3 separate regions of the Mus musculus genome follow, and all the other regions are linked to region 1. Evidence: chromatin contacts called from public HiChIP or PLAC-seq and promoter capture Hi-C data. All regions are on one chromosome and are shown on one strand. Each heading gives the region's core, a stretch centred on a gene start, on an enhancer-like site or on the middle of the called end of the contact. The rest is flanking DNA. Distances are from core to core; before and after follow the strand shown. Region 1 holds the start of Mterf2 (mitochondrial transcription termination factor 2). Region 2 overlaps Polr3b (polymerase (RNA) III (DNA directed) polypeptide B). Region 3 holds the start of Btbd11 (BTB (POZ) domain containing 11).

Evidence for each region. HiChIP or PLAC-seq counts read pairs in DNA pulled down with a chosen protein or histone mark. Capture Hi-C pulls out chosen DNA fragments and counts their contacts.
Region 2: a contact with region 1 is called in an H3K27ac HiChIP or PLAC-seq map of embryonic stem cells, with 5 times the contacts expected there. The contact joins the enhancer-like site here to the promoter of Mterf2 in region 1. A contact is called at or near these places in 3 of 115 datasets of contacts at active chromatin or transcription factors (bone marrow-derived macrophages, embryonic stem cells and memory CD8 T cells) and 2 of 9 other capture datasets (embryonic stem cells and pancreatic islet).
Region 3: a contact with region 1 is called in a promoter capture Hi-C map of adipose tissue. The contact joins the promoter of Btbd11 here to the promoter of Mterf2 in region 1. A contact is called at or near these places in 2 of 484 Hi-C or Micro-C datasets (CD4 T cells and forebrain), 1 of 115 datasets of contacts at active chromatin or transcription factors (memory CD8 T cells) and 2 of 9 other capture datasets (adipose tissue and embryonic stem cells).

What each region holds. Positions count from the first base shown.
Region 1 is chr10:85,125,118-85,130,254 of GRCm38.p6, forward strand. Mterf2 (mitochondrial transcription termination factor 2) reads right to left here and starts at 2,910. Exons shown (of 3, transcript NM_028832.3): 1 at 2,845-2,910; 2 at 1,251-1,369.
Region 2 is chr10:84,683,189-84,688,325 of GRCm38.p6, forward strand. Polr3b (polymerase (RNA) III (DNA directed) polypeptide B) reads left to right here. Exons shown (of 28, transcript NM_027423.2): 19 at 989-1,116. Among named protein-coding and RNA genes, the nearest start is that of Gm17249, 63 kb to the left of the region's middle. Within about 2 kb of position 3,228, at least 69 of the 459 cell types and tissues checked have an H3K27ac peak or open chromatin away from gene starts, as enhancers often do. A contact at or near this core is called in embryonic stem cells, where this site is marked.
Region 3 is chr10:85,384,331-85,389,467 of GRCm38.p6, forward strand. It overlaps Btbd11 (BTB (POZ) domain containing 11), which reads left to right and starts at 2,484. Exons shown (of 17, transcript NM_028709.2): 1 at 2,484-4,148. The coding sequence starts at 2,999.

The DNA.
Region 1 (5,137 bases), core at 1,660-4,159:
CAAGAATGGATTTCACCTCAAGTAACCACTCCCCAGTCATCCAGGCAGGAAGCAAGTCCACATCTGCTAAAGTTTGATCTGGTGACCGAACGATATAGTCACATCAAGGCGTCTATCTCTAATCCTGCTTCTGTCACATTCTGTATTTCTTTCCAAGATTCCCCTCAAAGGCACTTGTGAGGGCTGAAATCCGCTCCCTCCAACTCCCATAATGCTGATGTCTTGGCCCCGCCCACACACGTCGTCAACAGCAGCTGGAGTAGTGATTCCTCCACACAGATTTTCAATGGACTCTGCCCATATCCTGGGACTTTGTACGTCAACAAGGAAATGAAAGAAAAGCCATCAAGACAGGCAGCAGGTAAAGGTGCTGTCGCCAAGGCTACTGCTCTGACTTTAGTCCAGAAACGAACGTGATGGAATGAGAGGACTGACTTCTGCACGTTGTCCTCCGACCTCCATACATGCACCACTTTGGCACACACCTCCCCACCACCCCTAAATATCTTTTCACCTTATTAAGAAAGGCCAACTCTCCCCACCCAACACATAATCTATAAAGAGCAATAAAGATAATCAAGTGAGGTCACATTCACATTTATGCCTTAAACAGTTGCACCCACCTCTCTTTTTCTGCATTTCTGATATCACTGCTCTTCCCCTCCGTCTCCTTTGTTCTGTCCTCTTAGCTGATCCATGCAGATTCTCCTTCCTCTTCTATTTCACAACTCTCAATAAAGGCAACTTCCCTGCTATCAGAGCTAATGAGTAGTTTCAATTCCTACTTTTCTGGACTTTTGTAGCATCCAGCAGCGTTTGACCATTTGTTTTTCAAAACAGTCTCTTGTCTGACTTCCAAAGTGCTCCCCTCTTCTTGCTCTCCCCACCACTCCCCTCTGGCCACCCCTTCTCTGTCTCCTCTACAGGTGCATCTTTAGGCTTGGTAGCCTGAAATTCCAGCACTAGGAAGGCTGACGCATAAGTTTTAGGTCAGCCTGGTCTACCTAGAGTATTTTTAAGCCAGTTTGGACTGTAAAGTAACAACTTGTTTAAAAAAAAAAAAAACCCAAAATATTATAATTAAAGAAATGAGAGAGACCATGAATTTGAGAGAGAATAATGGAGTGTGTGTGTACTTGGGAAGTGTAAATGATGTAATTGTATTTTAATTAAAAGCATTAGAAATGAATGAGTTTTTCTAGTGAAAAACAAACAAATGTACAAACAAATAAATATGCTTTCCTTCTTACCTTATAGTCTCTCCTGAGCGATTTTGTCCTTCTCCAGGGCTTCAGTCAGTCCATTTAGGACTCCTCTGTAGCTTCTAAAATGTGATTCTGTCACCTCTCTGCAATAGACCTCAGTGGCACTTTAGGACAGACATACAATAATTTGTAGAAAAGACTTTCTGCCACCTGAATTCCCATCTCCCTTCCTCACAAACCAGTCACTTCTCAGTCCCGGCGGACTCTGTTCCCACTACATAGTCTCCAAAGACTGTGCTTTTGTCAATCAACTCTCAGAAGTAAGCGTCACTTTCTTAAGGAAATGCCTCTGATGTTTCAGAATAGATGAAGCCCCATGTCCCCTTTAAGGGTGTTTACGGCACCATGGACTGCAATGCTCCACCTGGGATGGCTGTGACCCCTCACGTTTCTGCTTCACTATCCCACACAACCCACTTTGCAGCACCGTGTTCTAATGAACTGTCTCCCTGCCCTTCATGGGCTGCCATCACTGACTCTGGGAAAGAGAGGGGCAGGCAGTTCCCGGTGTGTTTTTTTACTTTATAGTAATATTTATCAATTGTCCATTCAACTTGTAGGGTTTTTTTGTTTGTTTTTTTGTTTGTTTGTTTGTTTTAAGCTCAGGCTGCTGTCAGGATGGTAGGCACTAGCTCTCCTGGCCAAACATTTCATATTTCTGTTGGGATCACAGACCATCTGAGAACTTGAGAGTTACAGACTTTACAAAAAAAAAATAAGGAAGGCCCACACCTTTTTCACTTCAGAAATGGCGTTAGCAAGAACTATGAGCAGCCCATAGTGACTGTGTATGCAGGGGAGAGCCGAGACTGAATACTGTTATTTCCTGTAATGAGCAAACAAAGAACACGATGCACAAGGCAATAACAGCAAATTAACAAATCAGGCTATGAAACAATGCAGAGGGCAAAAGTGAGTTACTTTAGCGCAGCTACACTGCCTTGGAATTAATCTCCAATTAGCTGTGACTTTTTAGGAAGTAATATCACCTTTCTGTGTGGGCAGTGTGGGCATCAGGAACATGGGGACGCTATTCCTTGGTGAAAGATCATGTTAAACGAGTTAATAGTAGTTCAGAGTATTAAAAAACAAAACAAAGCCCTCACATCTACTCCTCATTAAACCATAGTTCCCCTTAAAGATGAGGCCAGGATGCAGGTGTAGCTTGCCCAAGGCTGCCCACCTAAGAATGGCAGTCCTCTTAGCCTTGTGTCCTATGTACAATGATGCTCTTGCTAAAAAGGTCACATAGTCTGCTCTCTTATGCAATCCTCTCAAGCAATCCTGAGGTGAGAAATACATTTTTATAATTAAAACAGTCCTCTCAATAAAACCAATTAAGTTCTGATCTGACAGTTTCAAGTGAATTCCAATTTGTAGGCAAAGAACCACAAAGTTGGTCAGAGGAAGGGCCCTGCCAGGACCGCTACCGTGGCCTCTTATTTACGTGTGCAGCCTCCTTTTTTCAGTGCTCCGAGGTGGAGTGCCTGTGTGGACGTTCTCGGTGGGCAGCTGCTAACCCTGACCCCGGTAGGCAGGCTTGAGGCTCAGCCAGAGCTGGAGAAATAGGGTGGCTTACCTGTGGGCAGCAGTCCAAGCACAGCGGAGAGACCTTGGGCGTTGAGCTAAGTTCCCACCCTGTTCCGCAGGCCTCTCCACTCAGGAAACAGATCCTAGGTAACTGGCAGGGCTTCGCCTTGGCTGGTAACCAATCAGAGCTCGAGAAACTGATGTGCAGGAAGTCACGCCTCCATCCCGAGCGTAGCCAATTAGAACACTGTGTACAGGCTCCCGTGGGAATAAGTGAGCCACACTACAGGGTCTATTGCCACCAGTGCCACCTGGCGCTTCTGTCTCAGCAAACTCTGGTGGTTCAGTCTCTTTGTCCCTTAGAGAACGTTACAACTCGTTGAGAGAAAGAGGCAGGGAGGAGGGGCAGATCAGAACCTGTTGTCTGTAATGTGGAGCCATTCAGAATTCTCAAGTTTAAAACTTTGAAACCTGACCTGTCCAAACAAAACAAACCCCTCACATCTGCGGTAAACACCAGGTCTGATTCCCTAAATGCCATTCATCCTTTTTACCCCTAGATGACTTTGCCCAAATACTGCTAAACTGCCTTTTGCTTTACATTCTAAGTTATTCGTGATGCCCACACTCATAAACCAGCCAACCAAAAGCCAGAATCTTTTTCATCCATCCTTCAGATAAATATTTACAGGCTGCCGCCTCAGCACCAAGCATGCGGAACTGCAGCGCTAGGACCTTGGACAGGGCAACAGGAACTGAAACACATTAACGTGGTAACCACAATGAGAGTGAAGTGCTACCCAGGAAAGAGTCCCCTGTGCCCACCCTGTGCTGTATGCAGTTAGAGCAAGGAAAATGGTGTTTCCTAGGCTGATAGCCCGCCTCGTTACCTTTCTAAGGGTCTCTCACTCAGGTTGACACCTCCCCTTCATGTGGAGTGGAGGCTCCTGATTATGTCCTTAGCTAAGAACAATGCTTGATCCACAGTTAAGAACTCCAGAATGTTAATCATATCTGAAAACAGCCGTGTGGTTTACACTTTGTGGGCTTTAGAGGAACAGAGTCCTGACTCCTAAAGATCAGTTCTGATCCTCAGGCTACTCCGGAATTAACTGAGCAGCTACTACCTAGATGAGTAGGTGATCTATGTCCAATAACCCTTCTTAGCACATCAACACTCTATTCATGGATTTTACTGCACACTTTCTTACAAAAATTTGGGATTCATGGTTAAGATGTGCTATCCTCACTTGGGAAAAGGAAACTACAGTCAAGTATAGAAAAGGAATAAGTGGTCACATCGCAGCATGGGGAAGGATTAGACAAAGACAGCCTGGAATTACACAGTAATCTAGGCCAGTTTTGTTTAGTTTCAGGCACTGTCTCAAAAGCCAACCCACACCCCCCATCAGACAATTGAAAAAAAAAGGGGGGGAAGAAAGAAAGTTATAGGTGTTAAAGTCAAGACTTGGAATTGCATGCTGTGCAATCACTTGTTAGGAGAGGGACGCAGAACTGAGAATCATGGTGTGGGAAGCTTGCACCAAGGCTCCACACAACCTGTGCACTGTGATCAAAAGTAGCTGCTAACTCAGCCACACTGACTGTGGCCAGTGACTGGGCTCAGACTTTGCCATCTTCTTACAGTGCGTTTCTAGGGCCTGACACTCAGAAAAAACCTTAGGAGGAACAGGTGATGAGACTACTACTATGTATATTTTCCTAAAGAAAACTACAAAAATCAAACAATTCTGAAGTCTCTATAAGAAATAAAGTTATACTGGGTATAGTGGTTTGAATGAGAATGGTCCCCACAGGCTTGTTTGAATACTTGGGCCCCAGCTGGTGGAGCTGTTTGGGAAGGATGAAGAGGCGTGGCCTTGTTGCAGGAGATGCTTTGAGGTTCTTGCCATTCCTGGGCTCCCTCTTGAGTCTCTCAGTTATGGACTGAGGTGTGAGAACTCAGGTGTTCCGTGCTCTGTGATCATGAACTCTGTCTGAAATACCCACATTAAATTCTTTTATAAGCTGCACTGATGCTTTATCACAGTAACAGAAAAGTAACTAAACAATGGTTATCATTCTTGTACATGTAAAAGTCACTGCTTTAAGGGCATGAGAAAAACATAAGGAAGCTGCAAGTTAATCCAAAAGCATGGCTCCTTCAATTTCTCAGTGCGCAGTAGTAAGAACGCAAGGAGTCAGGAAGCTGGCTGCTTCGTATGCCTTTCCTTTCCTAACAATCTACGGTACTTCTAGTCCACACTCAATTTAAAACACATGACCTCTTCTCTTTCTTCTCCTGGTGCTGCCAGAATTTTTACCTCACCTGTATTATGCTT
Region 2 (5,137 bases), core at 1,978-4,477, 440 kb before region 1:
CTTTCCCAGCCTGCTGATACATGCACAGTTCTGCTGGCTCCCATGGAAATACAGTGCTAGGCACTGATACATAGGAATCTCTAGTAGCCGCAGTTAATGAGTAATTAATTATTATTTGGGGAGGGGATACTCAAGATTGAATATAGGGCATCACATATGCTAGGCAGGTTCTTTACCACCTAGGTACAGCCTCAGCCCTTCATCTACATATTTTTATTATGCCACTGTGTCCAAAATATTGTATTATCATGTAATGAATATTTTTAAATGAAATATTTTACATTTTTCCCATCGATTGTAAATCTTTTAAATCTTATATATACTTAATAGCTAAATTGCGTTAGAAATATTAAATCTGATAAACTTTTACAGTTGAATAGGTAGATTCACAAATTTAAGTTGTCTGAAATATAATGACAGTTTAGAATTTTAAAAGCTGAGTTATTTAAATTTAAACTTGAGTTTTAAATTTTAAATCCCTTAAAATTGGGTAAAATCTAAAGCTCATCTCCTCAGAAGCCTGCTGTTTGAACTCCTCCGAGGCCGTAGTCAGCTAGTGACCGACCGTGGCGCTGCCTGCAGAGGGTTGTACCTACTCATTTTCAGAGAGCTCTGTTCCTTTCCCCACACGTGATACAGACCTCTCCCTGACAGAGGGAAGGCAGGCTGCTTGCCTGTGTGGAAGTTACTGGTACCACACTTCTGTGTGTGTTGTCACTGGTAGCATATGTGGTGATAATGCTCTGTTTTTATATAAACACTCCTATACTGTTTCCCTTCTTTATTTCCATCACTGATGAGAATTTTTTTCACATAACAGTTCAAACTCTCTCACGATTTATTTCAGCATGCTTTTCTTGAACCAGTTTCGCTAGTATCAAAGCTTATTATAAATCCCATGGGGACCTAGGAAATAGTATTTTTATATACTCAGACACTGACTTAGTGCTTGCTATCTGAACTGCTGAAATCGTCATTAACTTTCCAGAGACACCACCCACTTGGAGATTGAACCCTTCACTCTGCTTGGTGTTTGTGCCGGCCTGATCCCATACCCTCATCACAACCAGTCTCCAAGAAACACCTACCAGTGTGCTATGGGCAAGCAAGCCATGGGTAAGAGTGCCTTGTTAAACCTGCTTCTAAGCTGCATGGAGAAAGCCTGTAATCTTTATTCCCACTGCTGTGTGTTTGGGCAGCACAGATGCTCGTGACACCTGGCAGTTGCTAAGCTCAAAGGAACGCTGCAAACTCACAAGTCTCAACTAGTTCCCTTAGCCAACAAAGTTGCAGGTAATAAATTTCCCATAATTGTAAGAGTGACTGCAAACATCAAATCCCTGAAAAGTGTGAGTTAACCAGGAGAGACGGGCGTATGAGAGCAGAACAAGGGAAGGCAAAGGAGGAAATGATTACAGTGTGAGGAGATTGGCTGAGTGTCATATGCACCTAGGCTGTCTGCACAACTGTCATGAACCTGTGTGCCTAAGTTGTCTGCCTGTGTGACAGTCATGAACCTGTCCTGTTCTTGCAGGTACTCTTGAGTCTCCTACAACTAGTTTCCAAACCCATTTCTTTCCCCTTCTGGTTTATCCATACATCATGTATCTGAGCATCATATATCCACTGAGCAAGACCTGGCAGTCAGATGTCGGGGAAGGAGCCTGAAAACAGACAGGGTCAGACAGAGCTTTCTGCTTACAGGGTATCAGTGCAGCGGGAGAGTCTGCCAGATTACACGAGTAGCTGGGATCTGGGAATTAAGGGAGAGAGAGAGTGTTGGTGTAGGTGGAACTGCACCAAGTCTCAAAAGGGAAGCAGCTTTCAAAGAGGAAACAGGAGCTAGCATCTCACGGGACTCTTGATGCTTGGTGTATCTCTGTGGTAAGAAGATGTAGCGATGTGGTAGAGAATATGTGCTACATGGAGGCAGGTGCAATGCATGAAGCCGAGTCAAAGATCCACCCCATAGACAAGTTTGACTTACAGACTTGTTGAAAATGTTGTTCAGATCCTAGTGAACTTAATGAATCGTCATTCCCAATAAGAGTGTCATTTCTAATCTCAAGGGCTACAGGAGCTGCACTTTCAAGCATTGTGAACCAACAGTAGAGGGGAAGGGTCTGCATTGCCACGTTCAGCCTCTGTCCCTCTTCCCACTGCAGCTGGCCATTAAGAAATCCTGCTACCTCGCTACAGGCAGGAAGTACAGATATTTCTTCCTGAGCTTCATGTGCCCTTTGGCTGGCTATGGAGAGACAGAAAACATTTTATCCTGCCACCGTTTACCTGAGTGGTGTAAGGCCTGGACAGTTGGGAGTAATTCCCAGTAGGAAAGCTGAGCAGTGGCTCATCAGTTTGGCTTGCTATTCATCCTCGGCAGTGTGGGCCGGGGTCCTGCCTGTGCTCCTGACTTGCTAACAAGTTGAAATATACAGTACTGCACCCTATGTGCCATGAAAGGGCTATCACTTCTTTTGGGTTTACCAAACCATTTTGTTTGATGATGTGAATCCCCACTGAAACAATGCACCTTTTGTGTGCAGCCTTCGGCAGAATTAACAAGGCCAATCACTGTATGACTAATGCCACTCATTTTGTTTGAAAATGCAAACAGAAGCACTGGCCATCCTCAGCGTGTGAAACTGCTTTAAAAATAAACGATAGAGTTAAAAGAAGAAAAAATATTTTTATCACAACCCTTCCCACCCCAAAAAATAAAAACCCAACCTTTATTTTATGGCCCCACACGTCTGAAGCCAGTTGGGTTAGCTACCACACACAGTTAAGCAGGATCAGTGTGCACAGAAAGCCAATTCAGTGTCTGTAGAGTTCTTTTGTAGTCTTCTGTGTGAAGGTTTTTTTCCTCGTTTTGTTGTGAGTGTCATTTGCAATTCATTGTCTGTGTTTTCTGAGGTTGGTGTATTCAGCTGCTCTGACCCTGGGTCCTGCACATTTAGCTCCTTGGATACAATCCTCTGACGTTACTGCTGACGCTTGCAAGACAAAAGCCACTGAATATCTTAAGTCATTAAAAAAAAAAAAGCCTTTGTTACTGTTTGTTATTATAAAGCACACCTGACTAGGAAGGAAATCGTAGAGAAGTCATTTAAAGTTGGCACATGCGTGGGCGCACTTCCCTTTGGACACTAAAATAGCTGCAGGAGTACCGTGTAAGATCTGTGTGAAAGACAGGAAAAAGGCCAGGGATAGAGCCAGAGCAGAGACCCAGGTCTGAGGCAAGCCCCGCCCTTTGAGCAGGACTGCACTAGATCCTTTGAGCTCCCTGAGTCCCGACAGCGGGGAACTAAAGGCACTTTAAAGAGGATACATTGCTGAGACTCTTAATCTCAGAGTCTGTGTGGATTTTCCAGTCATGGTTTACTTGTTCGTCTGTTAGTCTGTGCAGAAAGTGAAGGAAGCGGAGGTAAATATTCCAGCCAACCTAGAAGAGGTGCTGTGTCTAACCTCTTTCCCCTTTGATACCAACCCCTTCCTAGTCTCCATCAGAGTGAAACAGCTCTTTTTCTGTTGCCACAAAGAGCTTCACTAAGACCAGTGTGGACCACAGGACCTCAAAGCCTCGCCTCACACATCAGACTAATCCAGCAAGCTGCCTGCAAAGGTGCTTCTTAAATCACAGACACTTTACGAATATAGTTATGAATAAAAGTTCAAGTCCCCCTCAGCACCTCTCACTTCTGCATGTGCTGTAGATGTGGTGACATGGCTCAGAATAGTAAGTCAGATAGACAGCTGGCACCGGTCAGTCTCCAGGCCATGAGCACTGGCTGTGTGCTGGGGCTGCACTGTGAGCTGGCAAGGCTGAGCTCAGAGTCTCCCTCGCATCCTGTCTGTTTTACTAGCTGGCCATCCTCTAGAGGAACACTTTCTCTTCTTTAAAGGATCACTCAGTTGCTATCAGCAAGTTAATGAATATGCATCACGGACCTCCTCCAGCCCTCCCCGCTTCAGCCCCAAATTGCTGAGATTTGAAAAAGAAAACATCTTAGGAGCTGGGACAGCTTCTGGCTTTGTCTTCACAGAGTCTGTTTCTAAGCAGACCATTTCTTCCTGTGTTTAAACTGGAGTAGGATGTCCTGGAATTGAGATGTTTAAAGCACATAGTGTTCAAGAATCCCCATAAAGTTTTGTTAAGTCCAGGCCTCTACCCCACTGTTTTGCAGATCTATTCTTTATTTGTTTAGGAATTTTAAAAAATGGGGGGGAAAGACTTAGCCAATTCTTGATGAGAACTGTTTTTTTTTTTTTAAAGATTTATTTATTTATTATATGTAAGTACACTGTAGTTGTCTTCAGATACACCGGAAGAGGGCACCAGATCTCATTACAGGTGGTTGTGAGCCACCATGTGGTTGCTGGGATTTGAACTTCGGACCTTCGGAAGAGCAGTCGGGTGCCCTTACCCACTGAGCCATCTCACCAGCCCCGATGAGAACTGTTTTTAATCTATTGCTTTGTGTTTGTTTGTTTGTTTGTTTGAATTACTCTAGCTGTTGTAGGCGTGTCCCTGTGGTAGTTCCTGAGATTGAAATACTTCAGTCTTATCTGAGGTCTCCCTGAGCTCAAAGCCCGCTTTGCTAGTCACTCAGGTGGATGAAGTTGCTATACATGCAGCTGCTGCGGGCTACAGCCCGAGTGGCTTAGGTGTACTGCATGGTGACACTGCCTGAGTCACATGCCTGCCTGCCTGCCTGCAGTGCCACTTTCTGAGTACCTGCAGAGGAAGGGGTGTTGCTGGGCATTAGCCCCCAGGGCTTCATTTCCTGCTATCCTGCTCTACTGCTGACCTGTTCCCCCACCTCCCAAGTTTTACACGCATGCATGTGTTTCTTTAAGCATGATAGCAATCCTGTAAGCCTGTGCTTTTCTTTCTGACAAGAAAGCTGAGTGGTTGAGTAGCTTAAACATTGTATCTTATGGAATCTCTTGTAAGACTTATTGAAGTTCTTCTCTACTAAGAACTCCCTTCCTGCCCACATTTCCTGAACTTTTGGGGAGTGTAATCAGGCTAGCTTCTCTGCTACCTTATAGATTATAAACTCATTGAAGATAGGAACTTTCTTTAGTGTTGTATCCTTGTACCTAGTGGTATGATAAATACTTAGTAAATGTT
Region 3 (5,137 bases), core at 1,234-3,733, 260 kb after region 1:
AGGGAATGAGGGAGACAGGCTGGGATATCAGCCTGTAGGAGGGATCCGACCTGCCCAGAGCGCACAATGTATGTGTGAGAAAGCCCACCCTCTCTCTGCCTTTGTCTTTGCCTCTCTGTCTCTCCTTCTGTCTCTGTGTCTGTCTCTCTGTCTCTCTGTCTCTCTCTGTCTCTCTGTCTCTCTCTGTCTCTCTCTGTCTCTCTCTGTCTCTCTCTGTCTCTCTCTGTCTCTCTCTGTCTCTCTCTCTCTCTCTCTCTGTGAAATTACAGAAAGGAAGTTTAAGAATAGCGTGGGACTCCTGAAAGCTAAGTAATAAGTGTAAACTTTAGGTACTTGGGAGACTAAATAAATAAATAAATAAATAAATAAAATAGCTCACATTTTTTGATATGAGTGGTTTGTTAGTTTTGATTTTGTTATGCGTGACAACATAAGAGGTAAACTTTAGGAAGATTCTGATATTAGAGAACAGGAAAGGGAACGTGTTGCTATGGACGTGTATTAGGATGGAAATTACAGGATGACATGGGATATGCAGGATGAACGGCAGGGAATCCACAGCTGCCTATGCCCCACCCCCATCCTTACTGAGATTTGAATGACAAACAAAAATGATAGGCATTTAAGGTGTACTATGTGGTGTTTATTATATGTATTGTGAATAATTACCATAATCAAGAAAATTAACATACCTCTCAACCCATACATCTGACCTTTTCCTCTGCCTGATAAGAACACTTACAGACAACTTCCTACCGACATCATCATTCACTCTAGATGCCACCCTGCATGTATGTAATGTCTCTAGAACTGTGGAACACATCATCTGTAAATATAAGTCTGTGTGCTGAACAATCCCCCGCCCCTGTCTGCACCCAGTTACCATCGTACATTCTGGTGCTACTGTGTGATTCTTTTTAGAGTCACACAATAAGTGAGACACTCCCCTTAGCAGGATGATACTGTCCAGATTAGCCATTTGTTATACATGGTGAGATTTCCTTCTTTTTGAAGTCTGAACAATATTCTCTCTTAGCGATTGCAAATAATGCTTCAATGAACAGGGAGAGGGGAGTAAATAGATCTTTTAAATAGTGGCTTTATTTCTGTTTGGTAAAGATCCAGATGTGGGATTATTGGATCACATGGTAGTTCTAATTAGTAATTTTTTGAAGATCTTCGGCATTATTTTCCATAATAGCTATATCAATTTCCCTTCTCACCAATAGAGTACACTCTTCTTTATCCTCCACACCCTTGTTGATGCTTGTAATCTTTTGACTTTCTGATAATCGCCATCCTAACAGGCATGAGCTGGCAGCTCCTTATGGTTCTGATTTGCAGTTACCCTGATGGCCAGTGATGTTGAGTGTCTTCTCACATCCCTTCAGCCACAGTTGAACGTTCAAACCAGCAGTTCAAAGCACGTCCTTCCCTTGTCGACTCATACATTTACCACAACTCCCTAGCCCAATGTGGGATCCAGACAAATAAATAGATAGTAGCAAGCCAGCGTGACAAGGGCCCAGAAATGTGAAGCCATCGAAGAGGGTGGGGTGGTGGAAACACCCAGGATAGTTTTGGGAGATCAGGGTGGGCTTCTTGTAGGAATAGGATTGTGTAAGGGAGGTAGGAATCTTTGAATGAATAAGGTTTTTCCTAAGGTAGGTAGAGATAGACAAATAGCCAAGCAATGATGCTGTTAGACACAGAAATGCAGCAGACACACACATATATTTTGTATCTTTCTTTAGCTGAAAAGAATATTCTCCTGTGCACAAATTTAAGTTTGAGCAGTCTAGAGCATTGTCCACCAGAACCACAGAGTGGCCGGAACACACACACACACACACACACACACACACACACACACACACACACACACCCTGGAACTTAAGGGTAGATTCCTGTCTGCCGAACAAACCTAGAAAGTCCTGGTGACAGGTGGTTTATGGCTAGAGATTCGCTTCCCAGTGGCAATTATCAGTCTCCCCCTCACTACTTTCCTGTTTTATTTCCTTCCATGCTGGAGCAAACCCAGGCTGAGAAGCGGCACCCGCCTGAATTAGTCAGGGTGCCTGAAGAGGGAGGAGAAACGTGCATCTTGTATGGGCTGGTGGGAGGGAAAGAGAAATCTAAAATGCCAAAGCAGAAAGTAACCCTCGGACAAACACTTTATGAACCGCAGAGTGGAACAAATAACGATATAAATGATATTTTTGTCGATAGTTCGAAAGCAGAAACTAGGGAAGCTACAGTTGCAGGATGACTGTTCTTCTCCAGGCTTCCACCTAGGCCGCGGATCCCTCCTAGCTGCAGCCCTGGTCAAGGCCTGGGGGGGCGTGTCTGAGGGGCGGGGCCGCATGGAAGGGAGGAATAAAAAAAAAAAAAAAAAACCTAAGTAATTAGCATCCCCCGATTCCATTGGCTCTTCGACGGCCCTGCTTTGCATGCGCCCGCCCTCTGACTGCTTGGTTTGCTGGGGCTCAGCAGGGTTTTGCAGCCGCCTGGCTACAGCGCTTTAGTGCGGGGCGGGAGCTCAAGAGAACCGCGGCCCGGATCCCGGAGCCGGGGGAGCCCGTAGCCCGCCGAGCTGCGGCGGCCGTATCTGGGGCGATCTAGGTCCTATCGACACTGTGGCCGGCTCTCGGAGGCTTCTGCATCCGTCTGGTCCCAGGGAGGAGAGGACCAGACACTTTTATTTTGGATGAAAGGCGCGGGTCCTGGCGGGAGCTTCCTTCCCGGCCTGGCTCGCGGCTCAGTGCGCCCTCGCTCTGGCCCCGACTCCAGAAGATGACTTCAGGTTCCGCCGTGTATCTTCCCGTGGTGACGGCTCGGGGAGACAGGCGAAAGTAGTGACACTTGCTGGCAACGCCAGGTGGGAAAGTGAGCCTAGGCGACGTGGAGCCCCGCTGTCCCCGAGGACCCCGGTGCCCACAGATCCTTGCCTTTCCTTCCCCTCGGCTCCACGGCGGCTGCAGCATGAAGTGGCGCAGCGATGGCCAGGAGAGGTAAGAAGCCTGTGGTGCGAACGCTGGAAGATCTGACGCTGGACTCGGGTTATGGTGGCGCGGCGGACTCTGTGCGCTCCTCCAACTTGTCTCTGTGCTGTTCTGACTCTCACCCGGCGTCCCCGTATGGCGGGAGCTGCTGGCCGCCTTTAGCTGACTCCATGCACAGCCGGCACAACAGCTTTGACACCGTCAACACTGCCCTGGTGGAAGACTCCGAGGGGCTGGACTGCGCCGGTCAGCACTGCTCGCGGTTGCTGCCGGACCTCGACGAGGTCCCCTGGACCCTCCAGGAACTGGAGTTGCTGCTGCTGCGCTCGCGGGATCCCCGGGCAGGCCCAGCGGTCCCCGGCAGCCTGCCCAAGGACGCGCTGGCCAAGCTCTCGATGCTGGTAAGCCGGGCTCTAGTGCGCATCGCTAAAGAGGCGCAGCGCCTGAGCCTGCGCTTCGCCAAGTGCACCAAGTACGAGATCCAGAGTGCCATGGAGATCGTACTGTCCTGGGGCCTGGCGGCTCACTGCACCGCTGCCGCGCTGGCCGCGCTGTCCCTCTATAACATGAGCAGCGCTGGCGGCGACCGCTTGGGCCGTGGCAAGTCGGCGCGCTGCGGCCTCACCTTCTCCGTGGGCCGCGTGTACCGCTGGATGGTGGACAGCCGCGTGGCGCTGCGCATCCACGAGCATGCCGCCATCTACCTGACCGCCTGTATGGAGAGTCTCTTCCGGGACATCTACTCGCGGGTGTTGGCCTCCGGGCTACCTCGTAGCTGTAGCGGTCCTGGCCCTGGCTCCAGCTCCGGTTCTGGCCCAGGCCCCGGCTCAGGCCCCGGAGCCCCTGCAGCGGATAAGGAGCGCGAGACTCCGGGAGGGGGAGCGGCGAGCGGTGGCCCTTGCAGCGCAGCCAGCAGCGCCAGCGGGGGCAGTAGTTGTTGCGCCCCGCCAGCCACGGCGGCGACCGCAGTCCCGCCAACCACAGCCACCGCCGCCGTCGCCGCCAACCATCATCACCACCACCACACGCTTCACGAAGCGCCCAAATTCACCGTGGAGACCCTGGAGCACACGGTCAACAACGACTCGGAAATCTGGGGGCTCTTGCAGCCCTACCAGCACCTCATCTGTGGGAAGAACGCCAGTGGTAAGTGGCTCTGTCAACTCCGGGTTCAAGTTTGCCTCTCGTCCCCCTCCCGCGTCTCTCTGGCCACTCGCGCTCTCCACGGCCTTAGAGGTAGGGGCCAGAGTGGAGACAGCCAGGAACCCGTAGGTTCACTCCTGAGCTTGGGATCCGCGTGGTTGACACTGGTAGTAATGTTCCCAGAGCACACAGGGTTCCGCCCCCTTTGTGCAGGGCCAGGAGGTTGCTGCCTCCCGCAAGACAGGAGCAAAATCCAACACCCTTTTTATTTTACATTTAATTTAGTATGTTGTTTTACTCGGATCTGGCTTGAGACGTTTGAGTCTCGTGAATAGCTTCTAGAACCCTGTTGTGATCTTTAAGGGGCCACATTCCAGTACCCACGAGTTGGGCTAAGATCTGGAGGAGGCAGGTTCACTTGTCTGCCATGCAGTTCTCTCGCTTGCCCCAGGCCCTTTGGGGTCGCTGTGGATGCGCTAGGAAGGCATGGCTGAGGGCAGCGAAGGTGGAAGGATAGAGCTGGGTGGGCCTAAACGTGTTCATGTAGGTGGTGGTGGTGGTGGTGGAGAGACAACACTGCATTGCTCCAAGTTTTCCTGAACAGTTTCTGAGTACTTGAACCCAGAGCTGGAGATATAGGGGAGTGGGGGTGGGGTGGAGGGTGGCAAGGCCAAGTATTCCAGGCTCTGGCGGGTGATTTACATCTGTCACTTGGTTGAAGGAGAGCCACTAGGGACCCAGGCCAGAGGTAGGGGTTATCAGCTACAGGTACCCTTTTTCTGGAGTTCTAAAATCCCCTCATCGCGCCCCCTGGAAGGTGCCGAGTGGGTTTGAACCTGGGGTCCTGGATGTCCATAGGGTAGTGCTGGGGTGCTTGTTTTCCGGGTGGCGCTAGCGGTCCCCGTCTGCAAAAGCCTGAGCTAGACACTTCAAAGCTTCAATTTTCCACAGGAAATGGTAGAAGAGTAACTGGAGACTCTAAAAGCGAAATA